Regions from separate parts of the Mus musculus genome. Here all the other regions are linked to region 4. The links are chromatin contacts, called in public promoter capture Hi-C maps. All regions are on one chromosome and are shown on one strand. Each heading gives the region's core, a stretch centred on a gene start, on an enhancer-like site or on the middle of the called end of the contact. The rest is flanking DNA. Distances are from core to core; before and after follow the strand shown.

Evidence for each region. Promoter capture Hi-C pulls out the DNA fragments that hold promoters and counts their contacts.
Region 1: a contact with region 4 is called in a promoter capture Hi-C map of pre-B cells. The contact joins the promoter of Msantd2 here to the promoter of Hyls1 in region 4. A contact is called at or near these places in 9 of 39 promoter capture datasets (the 3T3-L1 cell line, the C10 cell line, cranial neural crest and 6 more), 1 of 115 datasets of contacts at active chromatin or transcription factors (astrocytes) and 1 of 9 other capture datasets (liver).
Region 2: a contact with region 4 is called in a promoter capture Hi-C map of pre-B cells, with 6 times the contacts expected there. The contact joins the enhancer-like site here to the promoter of Hyls1 in region 4. A contact is called at or near these places in 2 of 39 promoter capture datasets (hippocampal neurons and pre-B cells), 1 of 484 Hi-C or Micro-C datasets (cardiomyocytes), 3 of 115 datasets of contacts at active chromatin or transcription factors (embryonic forebrain, large pre-B cells and pro-B cells) and 1 of 9 other capture datasets (liver).
Region 3: a promoter capture Hi-C map of pre-B cells shows a contact between it and region 4. The contact joins the promoter of Tmem218 here to the promoter of Hyls1 in region 4. A contact is called at or near these places in 11 of 39 promoter capture datasets (the 3T3-L1 cell line, cranial neural crest, embryonic stem cells and 7 more), 2 of 484 Hi-C or Micro-C datasets (B cells and cardiomyocytes), 4 of 115 datasets of contacts at active chromatin or transcription factors (astrocytes, extraembryonic endoderm stem cells, pro-B cells and 1 more) and 2 of 9 other capture datasets (adipose tissue and liver).
Region 5: a promoter capture Hi-C map of embryonic stem cells shows a contact between it and region 4, with 5 times the contacts expected there. The contact joins the promoter of Stt3a here to the promoter of Hyls1 in region 4. A contact is called at or near these places in 17 of 39 promoter capture datasets (the 3T3-L1 cell line, the C10 cell line, the HPC-7 cell line and 10 more), 7 of 484 Hi-C or Micro-C datasets (B cells, Th1 cells, cortical neurons and 4 more), 27 of 115 datasets of contacts at active chromatin or transcription factors (the 230-238 cell line, CD8 T cells, the NIH/3T3 cell line and 15 more) and 5 of 9 other capture datasets (adipose tissue, embryonic stem cells, liver and 2 more).
Region 6: a contact with region 4 is called in a promoter capture Hi-C map of liver, with 4 times the contacts expected there. The contact joins the promoter of Esam here to the promoter of Hyls1 in region 4. A contact is called at or near these places in 5 of 39 promoter capture datasets (cranial neural crest, hippocampal neurons, liver and 1 more), 1 of 115 datasets of contacts at active chromatin or transcription factors (astrocytes) and 1 of 9 other capture datasets (liver).

The regions. Positions count from the first base shown.
Region 1 is chr9:37,487,122-37,491,231 of GRCm38.p6, reverse strand. It overlaps Msantd2 (Myb/SANT-like DNA-binding domain containing 2), which reads right to left and starts at 1,911. Exons shown (of 4, transcript NM_146222.2): 1 at 1,399-1,911. The coding sequence starts at 1,908.
Region 2 is chr9:37,226,934-37,231,298 of GRCm38.p6, reverse strand. Slc37a2 (solute carrier family 37 (glycerol-3-phosphate transporter), member 2) reads left to right here. Exons shown (of 19, transcript NM_001145960.1): 19 at 1-2,150. Among named protein-coding and RNA genes, the nearest start is that of Tmem218, 21 kb to the right of the region's middle. Within about 2 kb of position 1,263, at least 137 of the 459 cell types and tissues checked have an H3K27ac peak or open chromatin away from gene starts, as enhancers often do. A contact at or near this core is called in pre-B cells and pro-B cells, where this site is marked.
Region 3 is chr9:37,206,616-37,210,381 of GRCm38.p6, reverse strand. Tmem218 (transmembrane protein 218) reads right to left here and starts at 2,159. Exons shown (of 4, transcript NM_025464.3): 1 at 1,977-2,159.
Region 4 is chr9:35,567,587-35,571,915 of GRCm38.p6, reverse strand. Hyls1 (HYLS1, centriolar and ciliogenesis associated) reads left to right here and starts at 1,847. Exons shown (of 4, transcript NM_029762.1): 1 at 1,847-2,039; 2 at 3,411-3,461.
Region 5 is chr9:36,766,123-36,770,228 of GRCm38.p6, reverse strand. It overlaps Stt3a (STT3, subunit of the oligosaccharyltransferase complex, homolog A (S. cerevisiae)), which reads left to right and starts at 2,607. Exons shown (of 18, transcript NM_008408.5): 1 at 2,607-2,679. Gm26787 (predicted gene, 26787) reads right to left here and starts at 2,342. Exons shown (of 4, transcript NR_166654.1): 1 at 2,189-2,342.
Region 6 is chr9:37,525,614-37,529,622 of GRCm38.p6, reverse strand. Esam (endothelial cell-specific adhesion molecule) reads right to left here and starts at 1,534. Exons shown (of 7, transcript NM_027102.3): 1 at 1,333-1,534. The coding sequence starts at 1,402. It also overlaps a transcript of Msantd2 not described here.

The DNA.
Region 1 (4,110 bases), core at 662-3,161, 1.9 Mb before region 4:
AAATCCAAACAACATATTATCTAGTACATATTATCTCAATGACATTCTTGTTTAACAAAGGAGCTCAATAAGAATCCTCAAATGAACATAATCAAATAATCTAACTTTGCTTTCTAATGGGTGTAAAATTAATCTAACAGTTAACAATGAAACCGCTGTTTCTGGAACAAATTTTCTAAGTAACAACGTCTCCAAATGAACATCTGTGGAGCCAAGGCCTCATGAACTATGGCACAATCCCCCCCACCCCCCATTCAGTGTGATTACCCTTACTTAAACAACTATTCTTACTGAGTTTTATGGTTGTTTGCTAATGTGATATTCTCAGTTGTGACTCTTTTTCGTCCCCAGAAAAAGTAGCCTTCACTATGAGAAGTGAACACTAGGTAAACACAATGTAATGTTTTCAATGAAAACTGGGAGAAACTCTGAGCAGACACTAGTAAGAGGGAAGAGCTTAACTAAAGTACAGCTCCTTGTCTGCAAAGGCAGATACGAAGGCCTAGACAACGCATTAGAAACAGTAAACCGATATGCAGGCTGATGGTAAAATTAACCCACATTAAGCCTCCACATTTAAACATGCTGATGCATAAGGATGGCCAGATGCATACTCGGTTTTACTTGTCCGCATCCGGGCACCCTAACTAAAGCAGAAAAAACCTGGGTGACAAGAGAGGGCTTCCTCAGAATTAGAAGCCTCCTGACTCTCAAGGCAACCTGACTCTGAAAAGATCGCCAGTCCAAATTCCAAAAGAACCTTCAAGCAGACTAACGTTCAAGGTGTCCTCTACTGTCCTCTACCTCCACGATAACAATACACGACCTTTCTTTCACTAAGCCTTTCCAGCTCTCCAAAAGCACCTCAAATCTTGCTAGTCCTTGTATCACCTCAACTGACAAGCAAAGCGACTGACACAAAAGGCCAGCCGTCCCAATGCTCTATTCTTGAAACTTCAGCAAAGGAAAAAAATCTTACACTGGGCGCTCATCCGGCCCTCTGCTACCCTTCCTCAATTCCATCCCAGCTGGAAAGCTTCAGTCTGGGAGCCCCTCTATCTGGGAACAAAGCAGTGCGGGCGACAGCACCCGCGACAGTTGCGGGCCCCGCGCACAATGAGAGAAACTACCAACTTCAGAGCGCAGGAACATCCTCAATTGGCAAGAAAGAGGGGCGGCGGCAGACACGCCCAACTTCAAACTCAGGAAACCTACGGGCTGGCGGCCATCTGGAAAGAAGCGCCCCTTCCCAGGGAGAGAAGAAAGAGGCGGAGCAGACACAAGGGATACCCGGGGCCCGGGAGGGGAGCCCCGCGCTCGGCCCGGCCCCCGCCCCCAGGCCCGTTTCCCCGCCTTCTCTGCCTCTGGTTCGCAGCCCCGGGCAGAGCGGCCGGTTACCTTGATGCGCTCCCGGCACTGGGACGGGGTCCGCTCGTAGCCCAGCTCGGCCAGGGCCCGGGACACGCGCTCGTACATGGCCGGCCCAGGGGCCTTGCTGCCGAATACCGTGCCGGCTCCCTCCAGCTGCTGGTACCGCGCCTCCACCAGCCGCTCGTTGCCCCATACAGCGATGAGCGCGTTCGTCTCTGCCGGCGTCCACGACATACCCCGGCAGGCGGCGGCAGCGGCCGCCGCAGCCCCGCCACTGCCGCCGCCGGGCGAGAAGGAGACCGAGGACGAGGCAGCGCCGCGGCCCCCCAGCCCCAGCCCGAGACCCCCGGACGCCGCGGCCCCCGAGCCCGCCGCGCTGCCGGGCCCGAGAGGGGAGGCTCCCCGAGGCGTGGAAGGGTCGGACAGCGATGGGTTCCCGTCGCTCAGGTCGCCGGGAGACGCCGGGGAAAGCACCTCCATCTTCGGAATTTTGAGCGGCGAGTTGGCGGGCAGCTCCGAGCCACAGGGCGCAGCCATCTTCCAAGCCGCCGCCGCTGCACCGCCCGGAAGTGACGCACCCCTGCATCCGGCCACCGGGGTCTCCGGGGCTGCCCTGGGGCCTGGCTCGGGGCTGAGTGGCTCGCCGCGGTCAGAGGGCCCGGAGGATGTGTCTGGCTGGCCCAAGCAGCCCGCAAATCTTCGCCTTTCCCCTCCAGCCAGCTGGTGCCGGCCGCTCCTCTCCCGGGAGGAGAAGCTGGGACCCGGCGCACCCAAGCTCCGAGCAGAGAAGGGTGGGGGCATGAGGGCGCGGGAGTGAAGGACTGGTTGGAGCCTCCCCACTTCCTTTCCAATCTCAACCCTCACAACAGGGGTGAGGCCCGCGAGGGCCTCGAATTAAGGACGAATTGGCTATTTCTGTTTTCCTGTCTCCGCCCCTGAGCCTATCCTCCCTCTAAGCCCGCCTTTAGGTACGGGAACCGAGGTCCAGACTGGAGACTAGGAAACCCTACAAAGGGTATGTGGAGGAAGGCAAAGCGGGAAGGCTGCTTGCAGTGGTTCTGGACAAGACTTTCGAGAACAGATATGAGTTAGAGTTTGCACGCTTTAGCTTTTCAAGAAACTCAGCCTCTATAGCAACTCTGATTGCACTCACGTGTTCTGCTAGGCAAACACCCTGTCACTGAGCCACACCCACAAGCTTCGTTTCGTTTGTTTTCTTGTTCCTCTGAGTAACTGTGTAGCCAATGATAAAGTAAATGTCTTTCTTGCTTTTATACAGTATCTATAATGGGGACATGAAAGAGCTCCAGAGCCCAGCAGAATAGCTACTCCGGTACCTCAGTCCACTGGGATTTGGGACTGGTTTAAAATTTCCCAGTCAAGTTCAAGGAAATGAAACTGTTCCTGTGACCTAGTAGTAAATTAGCACTCATCACTCACTCCTGAATATTTCCGTAAAGTCTTGAACATTGAAGTATCATATAGCTATAAGATATAACCTTGTTTGTGTGGTATTATTTTGGTTTTTGACACAAGGTTTTTCTGTGTTATCCTGGCTGTCCTGGAACTAAGTCTATAGACCAGGCTGGCCTCAAACTCCGCCTGCCGCCTCTGCCTCTGGAATGTTGGGATTAAAGGCCTGAGCTGCCACCACCACCTAGTCAATTTCCATATTCTTTAAAGCTGGAAATCCTGTTTATCTCAGATCATTAACTTTAAAACCTCAGTAGTGGCAGAAAGATGCCTCAACCAGTACAGGTATTTGCTGCCAAGCCCGCCCAATGACTGAAGACAACCTGCTCTCATGACTTGTTCTTTGACCGTCATACATGGGACATGCCACCCATATCCCCACACTTACACACAAAATTAAACTTCATTTTAAAATGTGTTCGTTTAGTTTTATGTGTATAAACGTTTGCCTATGTGTGTATGTGTGAAGGGGCCTGATGTTGGTAACGGTCAGCAAAAGGCATCAGATCCCTTAGAACTGGAATTACAAGACTTGCAAGCCATCTGCAGGTTCTGAGTCCCTTGTAAGAGTAACTAATGAGTAATCTCTCCAGGCCCCACGCAAGATAATTTAAAAAAAAGGGGGGGGGGGTGTTTGTTTGTTTGTTGGTTGGTTTTGGTTTGTTTTGTTTTGTTTGTTTTTTGTTTTTTCGAGACAGGGTTTCTCTGTTATAGCCCTGGCTGTCCTGGCACTCACTTTGTAGACCAGGCTGGCCTAGAACTCAGAAATCCGCCTGCCTCTGTTTTTTGTTTTTAAAGCAGACTGTAACTGAGGCAGCTGACCAATGATATTATGAATAAATTATGCAGTCTCTCTCGGTCACTCAGTGTTTTTCTAACTAACAAATATATGTTATGGTTTTGCAAGGAAAAGAAAAAGCTGAAGTCAGCCAGTTATAGAATAATGGTGGTCATTGTTGAAAAGCCAAAGGATTATGCTTTAAGTAATAAAATCAGGCATAACTATCTTCATCTGTCATAGTAAAATGCCATCATAGCATGCTTTAACCCCAGCACTCAGGAGGCAGAAGCAGATAGAGTTCTGTGACCACCCTAGTCTTACATGAGTTCCAGGCCAGCACTACAAAGTGAGACCACTGTATTTTGTTAAGTTTGCTGTATAAAGAAGTCTTAAGAACCGTTACGGAATTTATTTATTTGGACAAGTCCTACTATGGTCAAAGATGTCCTTGAACCCCTGATCTGCCTGGCTCTGCCTTTCATGTA
Region 2 (4,365 bases), core at 14-2,513, 1.7 Mb before region 4:
CTGTAATTATCCTGTACCTATGAGGGATTTCACCTTGTTTCAAAGGTGCTGGGCCTCTCTCTCTCTCTGTTTCTGTCTCTGTGTCTGTCTCTGTCTATGAACTATTCTTTCTGTATTTCTCCAAGTAGGACCCTGTTGATCTATCCTCCACTCGATCCTGTTGATAACTCAGCCACTTTGAAGCATTAGTGCTGCCTTTGCAGAGTCAAGGCTTGGATGGGGTACGGGAGCTGTCATAAGTACTAAATGTAGGGGAACTTGCTCTCGGGCTCTTGACCGTGTCCACCCTCAGAGCCCAGTACCTTCCTTGCCTCACTCTTAAGATGCCTCAGTGGATGAAGACATCAGGGTCAGTTTGGTGAAGACTAAGGTGTTGTATACAACTGCAAATGCCAGTGTGAATTAAGCACTGGGTGCTCAAGTCATGACAGCTGTCCTTTAAGAACAAACAGGAAGTGGCTATGGGAAGAACTTAACCCTGAACATAGGTGCCAAGTTTAGCAAGAAATGAAGATACCACTGGAAACATCTGCGTAACTGCTACTGAGCAGTTGCTAGGAGACACCTTGCAGCCACCCTCTGCCTGGTGTTCTGATGCCCCTTCCTTCCGCTCTTGAGTCCTGGTTCACGACATGCCAGGCTGACTCCTGGCATTTCCGCCTGACCTCTAAGCTGCCCATCAGCACCAATACAGATTTCCTTTGCCAACTGTGCCACTGCTTATCCTTGGTAGGGCCTGGCATAGCAGCAGCCATGGGGCTCGTGAGGGGCAGTAAAGCATTGTCACATGAACAACAAAGATTGGTGTTCTGGGGCTGCGACAGCTGTCTTTCCCAGAGGGCATTGCTCATGACATTGATAACACTGTGCAATCCAGCAGGAGCCTAGACCCCCATACAAGATACATCCATTGCATTTACTAGGATGTTGTGTCAGTCAGTGTGTTAGCTAGATACACTGGCCTCAGCAATAAAATATAAAGCTCACTTGCCTGGTTCTCACTTTAGTCCTGCAGGAAGCAGTCAGTCAGGCACATCTTATCCTCAGGACCTGGTACAGGGCAGGGGCTGGCACATGGTAGTCTGCTCAGTGTTCACAAATCCCTCAAGACCAGAAAGACTGACCTTATGTGGAAAGGACAGACTTTAAGGCAAAGCTGTGTTACTTCTGTAGGCCACTAGATGGTGATAGCATCCCGTAGTAGAGTCCAGGGCAGGCAGGGTTGCTATTCCTTCCTCTGCAGAGAAGGAAGACTCTGCTTTCCTGACACAGCCTCTTGAGAGATCAGTGTGGGAGGAGTGGTTCTAGGAGGTCTTCTCTATCTCAGCCTCATTACTTACCACATTCTTCCTGTCTCCTCATCTACACAGGGGAATAACATTGCTCAAGGCATGGGACTGGTGTGAAGGGAGATAAGTGTTAGTCACACTTGCTGCTCTTGTCTCCTTTGCAGAGAAGACAGACTATGAAAATAGAAACAACACAAGCTACAAAGCAATGACCTCAGTTGAGGGCTACATCATTCATTAGTTCAGACCTGATGCGACAGGACTGGTGGGCAGGGCCAGTAGGGGCGATCCTGGTGGCTTCACGTGTGACAGTATTTGAAGGAAGAATCCAAGGGCCTTGGATGATCAATATGAAAAGGCAGTGAGAAGCAGAAGACAGAAGAAGCTAATATAAATCTTGTCATGCTGTCCTATGCTGGGATAAGGACCAGAGCATGGACACACGCACACATGCACTCCAGGCAGGCAAGAGAGTCATTAGAAAGCTTCAAAAGATTTGTGAGAGCCCAGAGCCAGGCTTCAAAAATGAAGGCTTAGGCTGGAGGTGTAAGAAGAGGGTTGGAGAAAACCCCAAAGGCTGAGGATCACCACCCCCATGGACCGTTCTGCACTCGCTTGCCAGGCCAGGTTCTCTGCACCCTCCTCATCCCCCCAACACGCCAGCTCTGCGCACAGTTTGTTCACTAGAGGCCTGGTACCTGTCTTCTCTCAGGCCTCTGCACTCACACGGGGCTAATGCAGGAACATTACCTTAATTAGTTATTCATTTAATTTAACTTCACATTTGGTCTCAATTAAGCTTAAAATGTTCTTCCTTATAGATGCTACAATAGCACGTGTAATTAAAAGGCAATAACTCTTTGTGTTTCTCCTTTAGAGACCCACTGGGAGGCTGGGCTAGTGTGTATGAGGAGTGGCAGGTGGGAAGTAGCTGGAAGGGAAAGAGCCTCTTGTAGAGCTGAGAATTTTAAGGCTTCACTGAAGGAGTGAGGAAGGACCTAAACATGGGACCAGACAGAGGGTGGGGAGGGCCGCTGCAGGGAGCCATGAGACCTAGACAAAGCAACCGACCTTGTCCACGAGGCTATGGGAATAAGGGAGGTTTGGGGGTGGAAGGAGGCCATCCTTACAGCTAAGAAATGGAACCCTATATCCTGTAGAAGGTGTAATGCCTCCCCCCCCCCAGACTGTCTACACCCTAATTCTTAGATCCCATAAATATATTGTGCTACATGATAAACGAGACTTCTTGAGATGGGTTGTCAACTGAGCCCAGGATAACTACAAGGCTCTCATGAATGACAGTGAGGCAGGGGTGGAAAACAGTGGAAGATGTTACATTGCTGATTTCTGAATGCAGAAAGGGCTCATCAACCCTGGAATGTGAGGGACTTCTAGAAGCTAAAGAATGCAAATAGGTCCTCCCCTAGAATCTCTCCTACAGTATTGTCCTTAGCCCTGTGAGACAGTAAGATAATACATGTGCATTGTTCTAAGCCATGTGAAGTTTGTAATGTTTTACAGCAGCAATAGCAAACTCATACGCATCATTAGTGCAAAACAGGCATGACCGACTTACAGTCAGAAGCATAGAAAAACTGGAGCTCCCAGTGCTGGGAAGCTGGCTCAGTGGGTAAAATGCTTGCCGGGTAAGCATGAGGACCCGAGTTTGACTCCCAGAACACGCTCGAAGAAGAAAAGTATGGGGGCAAGTTAATTGTCCAGCACTCGAGAGGCAGAAACAGGAAGATAGTAAGCTCCAGACAGTGAGAATTTACCTAAGACAAACAAAAATCAAGATGGATGGCATCTGACAATGACACCTGAGGTTAACTTATGGCCTCCACATGCATACATATCCACCAGGCATGTGCACGTGCATGAGCCAAAAACCTCAAAGATTAACAGGTATACAGGGGTGGCCACATAGCACCGAGTACAGCAGCATCCTTACCATCCTTTTAGAAATAACTCTAAAGGGGATGTGCCCTCTTTTGGCTGCTGCACAGTGCCCCAATCAGAGCTCATCAATGACATCATCTTTAAGTATACTTCAACTACTTTAACCCCCACTCCTGCCCAATTCCAGGCTTCCTCCCCACAATCAACAGCTCCTTCTAGGGGTTTCTCTCAAGTGGATCTGTGTGGCCTGAATTTGGTCCCTTTAATCCTGTTTGTACCTTACAGACACATAGTGTAATATAAGTGTTAGGAGCTTGAACACTGAGCCAAACTGCTTCACTTCCAACCTTGACTCCTGAATCCCCCTGTTGAATGATTCCCCCAGTCTGTACCTGTTGTATCAAGTGGAGACACAAACAAGACCCACTTAATAGATCTGATACATGGTGACATAAGCGTTTACAGTGCGCTTTGAGAATACCTGGCATCTTTGCTGCACGTAATAAAGACTGTCTTGTCTGCACGTATGACATATGCTTATTCCCAGGCTTGGGGTTGGGGTTAAAGGGTCAGTTCTATCAGCTATAAAAAGTCCTTTCCAGTCCTAAACTGTCACATTCCACTCAGGGTAATCAACAAGTTTCCAGATTATTTTCTGTATCTAATTCTCGCATCTGGTTAAGCCAATGGCTGGACTGACACATTTATCATTTGTTCTTATCAGTGTTAGTAGTTCTAAAGAATTTTTACCTTTACAGATATGAGTGAGAGAAATGGTGAGTGCAAACAGCTAACCAGTGGAAAACTAAGGAGTTGCTTGAAAGCAAAAGTTGATCTTTAAGGTATGAGATGAAAATGAATGGAAGAGGAGTTAGTGCTGGCGCTTCAAGTCTGAGAGGCACTACTACTGTGAACTTGCAACCCCGTCTTTTCCTCTGCCTGTTTCCCATCTGTGAAATAACAGCACATTTCTTTGCACGCTGGGAATCAAATAGAAACACCTTGCTTCTTCAGCGATGGGACTGAGTTGATAGGAAAGGTTAGAGCTTGAAGAATAGAACAGGAAACTCATCACTGTATTAGAATAAAAACACTTGGTGTACCCGGGATGCCTCCACCCTGATCCCTCCATTGCCTTTCTCCATCAGCACACATCTACTGGGCATTCATCGGT
Region 3 (3,766 bases), core at 910-3,409, 1.6 Mb before region 4:
CCTGGAAGACATGAACAAACTCTTATCACCTAGAAATCAGGATAAATGACAGCGGGGGCTGGGAACATCAGAAGCATTGATCTTCCATCCCCACGGATGCTGACAGGCTCAGGTGACATCAAGTTACACCTACGGGATGACTCTTAAGTGATAGAACACACAGCTCCAAGCCCTTCATAACCAAACCATTCTTTTGGGGTTCTTTTAGATTTTTTTTTAATTGGTGTGTGTGTGTGTGTGTGTGTGTGTGTGTGTGTGTGTGTCTGTGTGTGTGCCTGTGTGTGTGTGCCTGTGTGATGTTTATGCAGGTGCTTGTGGAGGCCAGAAGAGGACATTAGATTCTGAAACTGAAGTTACAGGGAGCTTTAAGCCTGGACTGAGCCATCTCTCCAGCCCCAGTGACCTTCTGATTCCCCTGCATCTACCTTCCCTTCGATTACAGTGGACCACTCCCTGTTTATGACACTAGGGGTAGAACTCAGGGTCTCACGCATGCTAGGTGTGACTGTGCCATCTGAGCTACAACCCCAAGTCTTGGGAATAGCTAAATTATTTGTTAGTGAGATTTGATTAAAACAAACAAACAAAAATGTCCATTTACTTAAGACACAGAATACCATCCAAGTATTCTCTGAGAGTTGATGCTTAAGCCGACACAATTTTAAGAGTCAATTCGTTAGAAACAAGTAACCTAGAGTAGGAAAAAAACAATTTGTATAAATTTAAACACATTGTGTAGCAGTTGACAAAAGCAAGACAAGGTCAGGTGCTTTGTTGTTTGTTTTTCTCCCTGTGATGGAGACTGTGAGGTTCCTTATAAAGTTCTCCGGACCCTTTTGAATCTATATGTCTTGAATTCTTCCTCCACCTAAGGTTGGTTTGACAGCCCCTTTCACCCAATTTCCAGGGGAAAACAAACAAACAAAGAAACAAACATCCTGCACCCTGGGTTCATTGGATGAAAATCCTGCCCACCACCAGGCTGAGGATCTTTGGTTGTTTTTGGTTTTTGAGACAGGGTTTCTTTGTGTACCCTTGGCTGTCCTGGAACTAGATCAGGTTGGCCTCAAACTCAGAGAACTCTCAGCCTCTGTGATTAAAGGCATGGGCCACCTCTGCAAGACAAGCTGAGAATCTTAAGGGAGAAAACTAATACCTGTCTCAGAGGACAGTTTGCTGTCTGGGGCAGATGGAAATTACAGATAAGGCAGTGTGGTGTAAGGCTGCTGGTGGATGATACCTTGCCCGTACCCCAAATTTCAGGACCAAGTCCTTGAACGCAATAGAAATGGTAGGTTACTGGACAGGATTGCCTTTCTGGAGATATCTTTTTTTCCCGGGTAAAGCTTTGTACACTTGGCTAGCCTCGAACTCACAAAGATTTGACTGCCTGTGCCTCCAGCCTGCTGGGACTAAAGATTAACGCCACTACTACGCCCAGCTCTCTTTTTAACTTTTTTTTTTTTTAATTGCTTATTCCAAACCTTCAAAAATAGTTAGAATGGCCTGATGTGGTAGTACACATCTGTCATCCTAGCATTCAAAAGGCTGGGTGGGGCAAGAGGACCGACCATAAGTTTGAGGCCTGCCGGGGATATTGAGCAAGGCCTATCCCCAAAATCAACAAACTGGAGGAGTGAGAGCCTACACTTTTTTTTTTTTTCCTACTTTAGAAACTTCAGCCTCGTTTGGGTTTTAAAACATTAGGCTAATGCCTCCTAATCTTTGTTGGTTAATCACATGCACCTCTGGGCAAAATCAAATGTCACGACCCCTAAAGACCAGGTGACACCTGACTGACAGAAAGAGGGTGCTTCAGCGTCCTGCCCTTTTTACTGGGCAGGCAGCGATTCAGTCTGCAGGGTTCACCACACATCAGCTCCCAGCACCGCAGCTGGGAACACTGGGGACTGAGCAGTAATCCCAGGCCTGCGGCCAGGATGACCTTCGGTGGCCCGCGCGCCTCCCGCCCTCACCTTCCAGGCGTCTGGGGCCAGCCTCCGGTCCTCACCCGGCTCTCAGGTTCCTCACCAGGACTCACCCCTCGCTCTCTGTCCCCTTCATCCAGGCTTTGGTCTACTTTGGACGAATCACAAGTAGGGGCTCATTTAAGAAATTTAAGATGGACCAATCAAAGCCGCCCTTTCAGCACTTAAGGGCGTCCTCAATAGCTGACGTTGGCTGTGGCTCCAGGCAACGCAAAGCGTGGTGGGTGGGTGGTGTGTACGTCAGTCTCCTTTACGTCCTCCCATTGGTCTATATGTACTGTCCTCAGTTTCAATTGGATAGCAATGCTTGTCAATCACACCTTGGTAAGGATTAAACCCTTGGACAACAACGGGAAGACCGTTTAATAGCTTCTTGCTTTCGCGATTGAGATTGCTCCGACCGATCACAGAGAGCTGTTCCGCGGTCTAGACACCAATTCCTGCCCCGCTATCTATCTGATGACCAGTCCGCAGGAGCCTGGGATTGTGGGGACAATCAAATCGGCTTGGCATTTCAGGATCCCTAGAATCCCTCCTGAATTGAATGCAGATCACTAGTTAAAATAACAACACATTCTCCTTACTGGGCCTTATTTTATTGGTAGTTTTTCTTCCTTTAGGTTTTGACATGTACCGACAAGGCAAGGATCAATGAAACCAAGAGACAGACTTGGGAAGAGGCCCGAGGTCACATAAACCCTTTTCCCTTCTTGCCACCCTATACTGGCAGCTGGTCCACATGTGTGGAAGAGTGTTCTTCCCTAACTGCTACCCAGAATGTGTCAAGATTTTGTATGCAGGCTATAGGGTGTCTGATCAAAAGATCAGGCCAGTGAATGGAAACCGGTCAAAGTTTGCATCCTTCGTCGTGCAAGCGTGAAGGGAAAACAAAAGCAATATAAGATTTGTGAACTGCGGTCCTGGAAGCTGTGTCCTTAGACAAAATTGGGCCTGGATGTATTCTATCTGCCTGCTCGACTGCCTGCCTGTCTCTGTGTCTGTCTCTCCCTCTCTCCCTCTCTCCCTCTACTTCTTTCTCTCGTCCCGTCCCTTCTCTCCAGATTCTCACTATGTAACCCTGGCTGTCCTGGAACTCATTATGTCAACCAGGCTGGCCTCGAACTCACAGATGTGTCTGCCTCTGCCTTCCTAGTACTGGTATTGAAGGCATGAGTCACTAGCCTGGCTTTCAGTGCACTCTTTTTCTGAATTATGAATGAAGTGGAGGCTGATTCAGTTTTCTTGACTGTAGAGACCTATAGGTCCTTACCTCTTTAACGACTGAACGTTAGCTGCCTTATTGAGGAGCTATGCTATTGTTACTGTAACTATGTACTATTAGAAACTGAGAGGATACACAAGAAATAAAATGTTACTCTTGTCTTAATGAGTTTTACATAGTTTTGTAATGGCAGGTCAAGGACACAAGGTGTAGATCTAATTTATAGTTAGTTACTCCAGAGGATAGCACACATGAGAACACTTGGATGTTTAAACTTTTATTTCCTGTGTATGCATGTTCTGCCTACATGCTGCATGTGTACCACCTGCATGCACATATCCCTAAAGGTAAGAAGAGGTTGTGCCAGTTTCCATCCCTTTCCAGCAGTCTGTCTAACTATGAACCCATCTAAGGTAATTAACTCACTGATGAGGCCTCAGGATGCAGTCACTCTTAAGCTCATCAGAGCCAGCCTTTGACATCCAAGCCATAACAAACTTTGTTAGACAGTTTTTTTTTCTCTCCCAAGCAAACAAAAGCAAAAGCAACTCGGAGT
Region 4 (4,329 bases), core at 598-3,097:
TAACTCTACCTCACCCAAAAAAGTCTTTTTCCAGTATCTCCTGTTCGAGAAAAGAACATTCAGCTGCACCAGCCAGAAATCTATGAACTAAGAAACCACACTTGATCTCTCACACCTCAGCCTTATAAAATATGTGTTCTGGTCATAGACACAAAATATATCTGTCTTTCCCCTTCTTAATATCCTGGCCATTACCATCCTAGCCTACGTACCACAACCTATGCCTCGAATATGCAATTATGTCTCATTCAGATTTTACATAAAATTGTGCATTCCTCTAATCCATTATTCTCAAGGAAAGAAAATAATTTCAAGAATAAACCTGAGTATTTCATAGCATGCCCCAATTCTGCTTCAGATACCCAGTTCCATAGTTCTTTGGCTAAAGTCAGATTTGCTCCCATTGGCCTACATGACCTACCTCTTAAGCTCATCTCTACTGCCTACCTTTGTTCTGTTTCTCAAATCTGAGTCTGCCATCTGCCTACATCAAGGCCAGCCTGGGCTACATGGCAAGCTCCTAACTTTGAGGTATAGAAATGAAGCTGAATGTCCAAAAGTAGGTAAGAAAATGAATCATCTAACCTTGCTTAAGACACATTAGCTGGAGGTTCCATGCTAAAGGAAATTCCATACAAGCATTACATGAAAGCAGGATATTTGTCCTAAGAATGTGTGTAATAAAGTAGTGTCACATTGTCCATCAAGGGGTAGTCATTCAGTTTTCATAAATTCTTAACTGCCTCAGAGGTAGAGCAAGGGCCCTGATTAAAAAGCTAAGTAGGCAAGTGATAAGAGGCAGAGGCAGGTGGATTTCTGAGTTTGAGGCCAGCCTGGTCTACAAAGTAAATTCCAGGACAGCCAGGGATATACAGAGAAACCCTGTCTCAAAAAGCAAAAAAAAAAAAAAAAAACCTCAACAAAAAAAGAATTGTTTGGAAGATTTAAGCATTCTAGCATTTGAGGGGTGGGGGTACGTATGAGTGCTCTGTCTGATGAACACCCGCTCCCAGAAGAGAGCATAAGATCCCTTTATGAGCCAACCATGTGCAACTATGTGATTACTAGGAATTGAACTCAGGACCTATGGAAGAGCAACCCGTGCTCTTAACCCCAGAGCTATCTTAACAACCCAGCTTTCTATATATTAAGAAATAAACACCTATTTGTATTTGATGTAGAAAGTTAAAGTACGGGGGATGGGGGCCTCTTTTCCGATCTTACCCTCAGTAGTCCCCAAAGCACTAGGGTCCCTTTTTTTTTCTTTGTAAGTACACAAATCATTGTAAACGTCAGACATACATGTAATATTTTTATTATACTATTTTGTTAACAGTACGCTAGAAAAGGAGGGCAATAATAGTGCGTTCTGGAAGAGTGCATACCGTGCCGCGGGGACCGCTGCAGCTGGAATTGGTCGGGCGGTCCTATCGCGGGTTGCAGTGGAGACCGACTCACGAGCCGGGCCAGCCACGCCCCAGAACCCTCCCCTCCGCTACCCTCCGACGCCGCCGGCCACAGCCAAGAGCGGCTGCGGCACGGAGCAGGGCCAGCCCGTTGCCTAACCGCCAGACTAACACCCACACGACCAAGAAACAGATTCCGCGCCACGGTCCGGCGGGTTCCCACTTCAGCTCCACGCCCCAAACCCCGCTTCCGGGCCCGAGGTTGGGGAGGGCTTAGAGAAAATGTGCACCAATCGTTATGTAGACGTGGAGAACGTCTGGCCTCTGGACCAACGAGAGAGATGGTGGGCGGAGCCAAAGGCGTGGGCTCTCTTCGGGATTTAAACTTGAACAGCGGACCGTTAACGACTACGCTGAACGTGGAGGTGTCGTGCGCCTGCGCGAGTGGGAAACAGCGTTCCGGGGTGAGCCGCGACTGCTAGACCCTGGGCAGCGGCGGCCGAGGCTGGTGAGGATCACGGAGCCGGAGCGGTGGACCTTTCCTGGGACAGGGTGCAGCGGAGCCCACGCTCTTTCCCTCGGCCGCTGCGCGTGGATTCGCGTTTTCTTCCCTGCCAGGTTCTGGCGTTCAAGGTAAATCTCGGCAGCGTTGCTCGGGACGTCTTTAACTCGCAGCCCGAGCACAGGCCGCCCAAGCCCCTGCAGGTCACAATGTAATGTACACCTTGCCTGCGCCACTTTTGCCCGGTGGGCAAGCGAGTGGACAGAGCCCTCCCTGCCAGCATGGAAACGGGGACGGGTCCCTGGGGAAGTCGAGCTCACGGCACGCCCGTGGCCAGATGGTGCGACTGGTGGTGTTATTGTTGGAAGAGCAGGGAAGTAGCCTCAGGTTTGGGTTACACCTTCCGTGGATTCAAGTGTACAGCCGGCTTGCTTAGGATTTAGGATAGCAAGTAAAACTGAAGGAACCCCTCTGGGTGATCTTACCCCAGAAAGAGTGAGAAAACCCGTATAAAAACTATACAATACAAACAAAAATATCACTGTGCCCTTTCTTTCAAGTTGGCTAGGTTTTTTCAGTGTGCAGTGCTGATGAAAGTGAAAATAGAGGCACTCTAACGCGTGTGTTGAGGTAATAATCAGTTTTTCTAGAGAGCAGTTTGTCATTCAATTTAGAAGTTAAATTGCACCATAATTTCAGTTATAGCCAAATACAGGAATTTAAAGGGTTAAAAATCCCACCCCACCCCCCAGCCCTGAATCTTTTTACTGTAACTAGGTAATCCTGGAGCATTAAACTGTTTGAGGGTTTTTTGTTTTTAAGGGAAAGGTAATTTTAGTCACTATTACCCATATTTATCCTCGATATATAAGATGGCTTAGCTTGTGAGATCGTTGTAAGCAAAGGAACTGAGTATAACCTATAAACATGAGAAGTTGCATTTCACTTGTAAGCATCTACATATTTGAGGTGTAAAAATGAAGGGGACATAATTTGAACACAAAGGAACAGGACTTTATCACTGTAAGGATGCCATTAAAAATCATCTTGGCTTTAGTCTAAAATCACCCCAGGCCAACTCCAGAAGAGATATATACATGTCTCAATTAAACTTCAAAACCTTTTGAAGTAATTCCACTTTTTAAGTGAAGTAAGCTTTATTCCCTACTTTACATTTTTCTAACATTCAGTCCTACTTTGGAGTTTGTATAAATATTCTCTCTCTGAAGTAATTTTGTAAAAATACCTTTAGGAGCTTCTCATTGACTGCTTCTGTGATGACAACCAAGAAGCTAACTGAACCCATTTTCTTTTATATTCATCCCCAGACAACCTCTTAAGAGGATTTGCCTCAGCCTTGAACTCTTGCTTCTATAGACTCCAGAGTGTAACTAACACCCTTCAGTTAGGGCTCCCCCACCCCACTCCTGCCCCAATGTACTGTGCTTTAGAAATGACTTTTTAAATAAGAATGTTTCTTAAAGTCAGTTTTTCTTTTCTAGGTTTCCTTTTTGTTAACTCAAATACAGCCAGTCAAGGAAAAACAAAATAAGGTAAGAAACTGCTCTGAGGCTCAGAGTTGGGATCCCAGTGCCCAATGGACGCCTTACAAATACCTCGAATTTCAGCTCCAAGGACTCAAAAGATGCCTTCTCCTGACCTCCATGAACACTTGAACTCACACACACACACACACAAAACTCTTCAGAATTTTAAAAATTCAAAGACAAAGCAGTCCTTTTTAAGACTGTTCCATGACAAGTGACTTGTGTCACTGCTTTCCTGGCTCCTCTGCTGGGCCGTGAAAGTTAGTACTGTGCTGTACACTTCTGCACAAGTTACTCACCCATCTTATGCTCTTTGATCTTCTAAACTGGAACTCTTTCCTGAAATCTTCAATTCTCTACCATCCTCCAACGCTAGGAGCCCTAGCATTTAGGCAGCACCAGAATACTGTAAATACTGTGTGTTCTTACATGTTCCTTTAGTTAGCAGTTTCAGGATATGGTGTGTTTTGGGTCTTGAACTTCGGTTTTATTTGTTTAATAAATCTGCATAACGCTACTATAGTGACAGGTGACTAAGGTAGAAACCTAAGTTATTTTGCTAAGGTTACTTTGCTAAGTTACTTTGCAATGAGTTAAGAATTGTGTATGCTTCAGTACATATTAGCATTTATAAATATTAGTAATACTTTTCCTACATAATTTCTTTTAAAATTTCTCTGTGGTTCTAGAAAATAATGAATGTGACACACTGCTTACCCAAATTAACTTTTTGTCAATTTCCAGCCATACTAAGTATTTTGCTAATTTCCAACCCTTTAGGAAACTTGTATTTTCCACCTTGGGTTCAAAGCTTTTTCATGTGTGGTTGTTGAGAAAGGGTTTCTAATAGCCCAGGTTGGCCTTCAAGTCACTG
Region 5 (4,106 bases), core at 1,358-3,857, 1.2 Mb before region 4:
CTTATTATAGGTGGTTGTGAGCCACCATGTGGGAATTGAACTCAGGACATCTGGACGAGCAGACAGATTAGCCATCTCTCCAGGATCTCTCTCTCCCCCACCCCGTCTCCTTTTGTTAAAAGGAATATTACTCCTAAAAACGACGACTTTACTTTAATCACTTAGAATCCTAAAGGTAGTGTCTTTTAGAAACAGGTTCTATTAAAAAAACAGAGCTTTCAATAATCTTCATATTTTCCCCCCTCAACGGTCTTTTTTATTCCCTTTTAGGGTGCATGCAGATTAAGGAAAAGGGAAAATTCCTGAGTGGGAGGGGCTTCAAGGGAGGAACACCTTTTAAATAGTTTTATATATATATATATATATATATATATATATATATATATATATATGTGTGTGTGTGTGTGTGTGTGTGTGTATTTATCAATATATATGTTCATGTGTGTATATACATATATACGTATATATATATATATATACACACACATATATTTAAATTTCTTTTAGCTCTTTTACCTCTTTTGCTATGTGAAACTTAATCTAGGACCTCATGCATGCAGGGAAGCATGCAGTTACTGAATTACATCACCAGGCCTCTGTTTACTCTTTGAGATAGGGTCTCATTAAACACCCAGGATGTCCTTGAACTAGCTACACGAAAGCCCTCCACCAGGCCTAGGCTAGCATCCCTTAAAACTTTTTTTTAATTTCTTTTAGGATTTATTTATTTATTTATTTATTTATTAGGCTAGCATCCCTTAAAACTTTTTTTAAAAATTTCTTTTAGGATTTATTTATTTATTTATTATATGTGTGTACACTGTAGCTGTCTTCAGACACTCCAGAAGAGGGCATCAGATTTTTGTTACAGATGGTTGTGAGCCACCATGTGGTTGCTGGGATCTGAACTCAGGACCTTTGGAAGAGCAGACGGTACTCTTAACTTCTGAGCCATCTCACCAGCCCCCTTAAAACTTTTATTATTACTGTGTGTATGTGTACAAGTGTGCACATACATGCCACAGTGGAGGTGTGGACAACTTTGTGGGGTCAGTTCTCTTCTACAACCTTTAGGTGGATCCTGGGTAATCAAATGCAAGATTGTAGATTGTAAGGGGGCAACTGTCTTTACCCACCAAGCCCTAGCATTGTCCCTAGTCCTGACCTTAGCATTTTTTTTTTTTTTTTTAAAATAAAACGTCTGAGGTGACCTCCCACCATATAATGCCGTGGTAAAAGTCTTCGTCAGTTTCGGGCACTGTAATCTTTTGTTTCCCAGACTCTAGAACTGTGAGAAATAATTTATCTATGTAAGAAATTAAGCTAGGTTTTGAAGCCACAGGAGTTTGAATGTATGTAAAGTCCTCATGCTTATCTCCTTCAGATTAAGATGCCTGGAATTAGCTCCTCCTGCCTCAGACTCTGGGAGCACTGGCATCACAAGTGTGTGCTTTGCCGTTATTCTTGCTAAAATAAAACTACATGGAACATTTACTATAAAAACAAAAGAGAAGAGGTATTGAGTTAGGTCCTGGTGTAAAAACTGGTCATGAGCATTTTGAGGAAATGCATTATTGTAATAAGTACTGATTTCAATAGTTGGTGCTTCCCTTCATGGGAGAGGAAAAGAGAAGCCAGCGTCACTGGCACCAAATATGAATGGTATCTGGATGGTCTAATCTTACCGTAGCCTTTGGTTTGAGGCTTGTAAGGCATGGAAGTGTTCGAATTAGTACATCTGTTTATATGTATATATCGGAAAAGACTGGAGTTTGGCAGCTGAAACCCCTTCCTGTGCCCGTTCTCAGTACCATCCTCGGAGGGCCCGGGAGGAAAGGTCACCCTCGCAGGGGCCCGGCGATGCTAAGCTGCTCCTGATTGCCCAGGGCTAGCCGCTCCGAGCCTTGAGATAATTTCTGCAGGCTATTGCCGGCTCAGCCCGACTCGGGCGGTGACACCCTAAAAAGGCCTCCCGGGCCCTTCCATAAAGTCAGACCTGAGTGAAACGTTTCGGTGAAATTTGTCAAAGGTCCCTTTATCGAGGTTACTGCAAACACAGAAACAATTCTTGGGCTTATTAGTTGACACATCTTACACAAGGTGGGTTCGTGTGAACCATGGAGGCTGAGAGTTTTCACAACATATCTTCTCTCCTTTAACCGTTTAATAGGTAACGGGCCATTTCTACCTTAAAAAACAAACGGATCTGCAGCCCAACTTTTCCGGACGTGGTACGACTGCCGCTTTCTTTACGTATTTCCGCTTCTGCTCATGTGACCAGGGTACAGCGTCCACTCCTTCCTATCGCCGCTCCTTCCTGGTCCGCAGACCGACACGTCACTGCTCGGCTCTCAACCAAACTGTTCAGAGCACGCTCTTTCCGCGCGTTTCGCTTTCCCGCGCCGGCCTATCACAGTTCGGTGGGACTTCATAGTCACGCCTCTCAACAGGGTGAATGACAGTCACATTGTCCATTCAAAAGGAGGAATCCAGACTCGATCCACGCCCTCGAAATGACAGACAGAACCGTTATCCTGTCGGTCCCCTGAAATATACATCGACGGAGGCTAGCCAATGCGGAGCGGGCAGGGAGGCGGGCCTTGGCTGCTGTCAGGGTTGAGTGCGCCGCTGAACGGATGGCAGGGGGAGCAGAGTGGGTTCCTGAGGAGCATCCGTGAGGTGAGAAACTCTGGGGTAGCGCTAGAGGATTAGCGGCAGGTGCCGCGCGGGCTGTTGGCCGGCCCGAACGAGGTGCTGGACACAAGCCTGTAGAGGTGGGGAGCAGAGCCTGCCTGCGGCCTGGGCGGAGGAGGGGGCGTGGAGTGTGAGATGGGGACGTCCAGGCATTGGGGCACCAGACGATCTGAGGAAGGGTCTTGGCAGAGCAATGCACTCTGGCCATGAGGGCGTGGGGCACAGGATCCTGGGACTAGCTTGGAAGGGCCACGCGGAGTGTGCTGAGATAGTGGGTTCGAAGTCAGTGAGGGTGCACAAGATGACGTGGAAACGTATGTGGGAAAACCACCGAGGCTGCAGCCCTAGAATTTAGAGCTCGGGTGGGTCAAGGCTTGCAGACACAGCTGAGAAGCAGAGAGATGATGAGCAGATAAGAAAAGCGTCCTTTCCCTTTCTGTACCCTATCGGTGTGTGGAGATTGCCAAGAACGGTATGAAAACTCGCAGTGTTTAGCTTTAAAGTCCAGGTTTTAGCACTCTCGCTGCCTTTGCTTACTCTTCAGGTGTGTGGATCATATTAGCTCAGTGGTGTTTAGTTTCCATGTCACTTATCTCCTGAGAACAACTACAAACCCAAGAGATGGGACTGAGTTGTTCACTTCCCAGAATTAGTGCGTGATAAGCCTTCCCTTTGGAATTATAATTAATCACACCAGCCCAAACTGCTCTTTTGGTATAGTTAATTAAAGGAAAGATGTTAGACTTCGCAGTGTGAGTCTTCGTGTTTTCCATTTTGTCCAGTGTTTTCCTTTTGCAACCCCCTGGTCCCTGGAAAGAAGGGAACAAGATAATGCAGTTTCCCCTTTCCCAGCATAGTTTTGAACAGTGCTACGTTTTCTCAGTTGCCACACTCTTTGTTTCTTAGTCCTTAACATACCAATTGTCTATAATTGATCACCATTCTGAACTGTCTGCAGATTGCTTCCCTTACCACCATTCCAAAATTTATTCTGGTCTAGAAGAAACAAAATTATTATTATTATTATTGTAATTTTGCTCTAGATTTTCATCTGGTGCTCCAAGTTCTCTCTGGGTCATGAAATGAGTTACAGGGAAATAGACCTGAGCAGTAGTTACAGTTTGAACTTTGAAAATGAATATGTAGTGGGTGGCCTGAGTATATTTCTCTCTTGAGTGCATGGATTGAACTTGCATTAGTGACCACCTGCTCTTTAGTTGGCCAGAGAGCATGCACACTGGGATTTGGAACAGAAAAAAGCTTGTAGCCAATCAATTGAGGCTTAGATTTATAGCTGGAAATTATGTCTAGTCAGTCATGATTTCTAGATTTCTCCTTTCACTTCAGTAAGTAATGTTCATTTCCACTTTCCCTCCCTTCCCACTTACCTTCCTGCCCAAATTACCTCCCCC
Region 6 (4,009 bases), core at 285-2,784, 2.0 Mb before region 4:
TAGCATTTTAGGCTCTGGATCTTTGATATGACAAAATCAAACTCAAAAGCTGAAAGAGAAAAAGGAGGGGCCACGGGTGACCTACAGAGGATGCCTGTGATGTTCAGGCAGCCAATATAGGTTTTTCCTCCCTTGCTTGGAGGCTGACATTGCCCTCTCCAACACAGTAAGGGCCAAGCTGAGGAAGAATGCAGAAAAGAAACAGAAGCTGAGGTTGAAGGTGCAAAAGCAGAGCTGAGAAGCTGAAGGCACAGGAAACACTCCAAGCTTTGGAGGGAAGGGCACAGAAGCTCTGAGACTCATATTTGGGAACCTAAGATCTCATGCCCTCAACACCACTAGGACACAGACCAGGCCGAAAGAAACCATGGGTGGGAGCAGGGAGATCCCCATCAATGTCACTGAATCTACTCTACATTCTTCCAGGTCTTACTTGCTCTGACATCCTCTAGCCCAAGGAAGAAGTTAAAGCGAGGATTCTAAACCCAGAGAGCAAAACAGCCTGGGGAATAGCTTATAAGGGACTTAGTTCCTACTGAGTCATTTCTCTCCAGATATAGTACTGGGTGGGCCACCTCCAGCTCCTGCTTAAGATAGTTGTCCTGGAGAGCTCACCCAAACACTTGTTTCAGGAGGTCCCCTTCCTCTTGGACCCTTTGGCACCCTCTCCCTATTTTCCTTGTTCCTTTGGATCTGAGAAAAGATAAGGACGATGGTAGACCTGATGGTAGGCTGTGTGCTGGAGTCTGAGCAACTGACCTCTTCCCGAATTTCCTGTGTCCAAATGACCTCATGGTCAGGCTTTGGGGGCATCTCCTTTGATTTCCAGGGCAGGAAGCAGGAAGGAAAGAAAAGAGCTTGGTGGGGAAATGCTGGGACGTGAAGTACTGCTTGAAGTACTTGCGTCAAGACTGAGGACCAGGCATTCCCTCAGGGATCTTTCACATCAGCTTGAATGAGGGGTGCGGGGAGGGGGGACTGGAACTAAGTCCTTAAGCCTTTAGTCACTGTCTCATCCAGTGCCTCAGCTTATCCAGCTGTGATGAGTGGGGGTAGAGAGTAGACAGGAATAACTGCCTTAACTCATCCCAGAGGTCTTGGCTGGAGATGCCTTTATCCCCCTCCCCAACACCACACACCACACCAAAGCTGGAAGCCGTTCTAGCCATAGAAGGCAGAAAGTGTAGCACCAACCAGTGATGTCCAGAAGTGGAGAGTAATGAGGAAAGACAAGAATGTCAAACAAAAATCCCTTCAAACCCACTCTCTAAAGTCCTCCCCTAGGATCAGATTTACCTGATCAAAGCCCTCCAGACCCGGTGTTTGACTCACCAAGGGTACTCAGTCCCAGGAACAAAACCCGCAGCAAGCTGGTCTCGGGGGTTCCAGCCTGAAGAATCATGGCCCTCCTTGGCCCGGAGTACTCAGGGAGAGTTGGACACACGGTGTCTACAGGTGTTGTGGGTGAGCGGCGGCAACCCGAATGTGCACAGGAACCAGGCTACTGACCAGGGTGGCTCCAACCCAAGTCAGCGGGTGTGCGGATGGGGAGGTGGGGTGGAGACCGACTGGACAGTGGGCGGGGCATTCAAAGGGGTGGAGAGGTCACCGTCCTGCCGGGCGCGGCGCGCTAGTGACTCGCAGCGGGGGAAGAGAGCTCTCCCCAGGCTCAAACAGCCGGATCCGCCGGCCTCTACCTCATACCTCCAGGGCAGGTGTCAGGAATAGAGGGTGAAAAAGGAGGAATGGGGGCGGGGGGACTAACCTAAATTTAAGAAGTGACCCCGACCCGACAATAAAAGCCCTGTATCTGGGGTCAGAACGGCCGCTCCAAGCCTGGCGTGCGGCATCCCGAATCAAAGCAGAGCAGCCTTCTCGGAGGAAGAGGGGAGCCCCCACGTTGTGTAGTGTGGGTTCAGCTGGGTTAGGAGCAGCCGCTGAAATGGGGATTCGAACTTTATTAGCCCACACCTCTCTCCGCCCGGTTCAGGCCCGAGGCTTCTGGGGAAGACATCCAACATAGCCCTGACGCCACAGGCCTTCCTGCTCCTAAGGCTAGAGAGGGGCTGGTTCTCCAGAGTTCCAGAAACCGAGGCCCGAGGCGGAGTGTATGGGGGTCTGGGGGGAGTCTCGGACCTTTGCCTCATGAAAACACGGAAGACCTGGTACAAGGGAGGTGAGCAGGAAACTGAGGCAACAGTCACAGGCTTAATGCTGACCAGGGAGGAGGGAGCAGCTGCAGGAGGACGGGATATAAATAATGTCTTTCCCTTCTGTACAGCCGCTGGTGTCTTCGCAACCGCCCATCCTTGTAGTGAACGGCTTAGGCCAGTTCTGATCCTTTAATTCCCAGGACTAGATCTTTCCGCTGTGAATTTAATTTCAACCCCACACCCCACCCATGTCATTGGGGGCGGGGATGGGGGTGGCGGCACCTCTGCGCCCCCTGATGGCCCGGGCTGCTTCAGCAGGGGGAACGCACCGGTTCCAGCCTAACAGCCAATAAATAAAAATATGCTTCAAGTATTTGGGCAGGGCTTTGCTGCGCAGGACAGAAGGCATAGCCACGAATGTCTGACGTGGCCTGTTCCGAGGGAGCAGAACTGTCAGGCAGTAGAGGCAGCCTGGCCTCCTCATCTCTACACACCCCATCAGCTCCAGTGTTGTGCAATGGCTTTTCCTACCTAAAGAGCCCCAGCCTGGCTCCTCTTCAAATACCAGTCATGCAGTGGCTCTACGAAATGCCTATACAAACACTAGACTGCCCCTGACATCTATGGAATCTACCTCTTTGGCAGCTCAGCTTTCAAACTTTGTACTGTCAAAAGGTGATGTTAGGGATGGGCTGTCTTGGTTTTCCTTGCCTATCAGATTTTTCTAGATTTGAGAATACTAAAAACATTTTTTAAAAAGTGTGTATGGGCCTGCATGTGTCTGCACCACGTGTGCAGTGCCTGTAGAGGCCAGAAGAGGGTGTCGGATCCCCTGGATTCTGAGCTGCCCTATGAGAAGATGCAATCAAGCCCCAATGCTGCGGAAGATCCTTACCCTTAACCCCAAAGCCATGTCTCCAGTCCCATAAGTACCTCTTTCAAACACCCTTCATCTGTTGCCTGGACCACGTTGTCACTCCAAATGAATAACTCCTCCCAGGAAAAGGAAGTACAAAGCTTTGGCTCTTGCCTAGTGACACTGAAGCGTCTGATGACACAGGTGTGTCCATCCCTGCCCAAGAGCTGCTTCCCAAAATCTCTGTTACATAATCAGCTAAGGACCTAAGGAGAGTGACTGTCCCTATGGCACAGAAGAATTCACAGGCTTTTACGCCTGAATTTTCCTCATTGTCCCCTATTCTAACCACTTCTGACCCCGAGGAAGTCGAAACCTAAACATTGGATGAGTGCAAGGTAGGTTCATCATAGGTTTCTCTCAACCACACTTCATGTACGATCTTAGAAAGAATTTATATTTGGGCTGGAAAGATTTCTCACACCAGTCAAGAGGACGTGTTGGTCTTGCAAAGGACAAAAGTTTAATTCACAGCATCCACATGGTGGTTTACAACCATCCATAATTGCAATACTAGGAAACCTGATGCTTCTGACCTCCACGCATGTGGTAGGTACATATACATACACGGAGGCAAGACACTCACACACATAAAAACAATTTAACTTAAAAATTTTCCAGAAGTCAAAACAAAGCTTGACTAAAAGGGCCTCTCTCCCTCCTGGATCTGTTACAAGGCTTATGGTCTTAGTCAGTCCCCTTGTCTGAGACAATGCTCAATGTCAATGTTACCTGACAGCCTATTGTCTTCTTTTCTATTGTCTCTGGTCAGATAGGATATTCCTATCAGCAAGTCACTGTCCTCACAAGCCTCCATTTCCCAAAGCTCAGTTTTGTCCTCTTCCCTGACCTTTAACCCATTTCAAGCCACTCGGAAACTCAGGCTTGATCTTATCTTTGCCCTCCATCTTGGTCACAGGAGTCTAACAAGGCCACACTC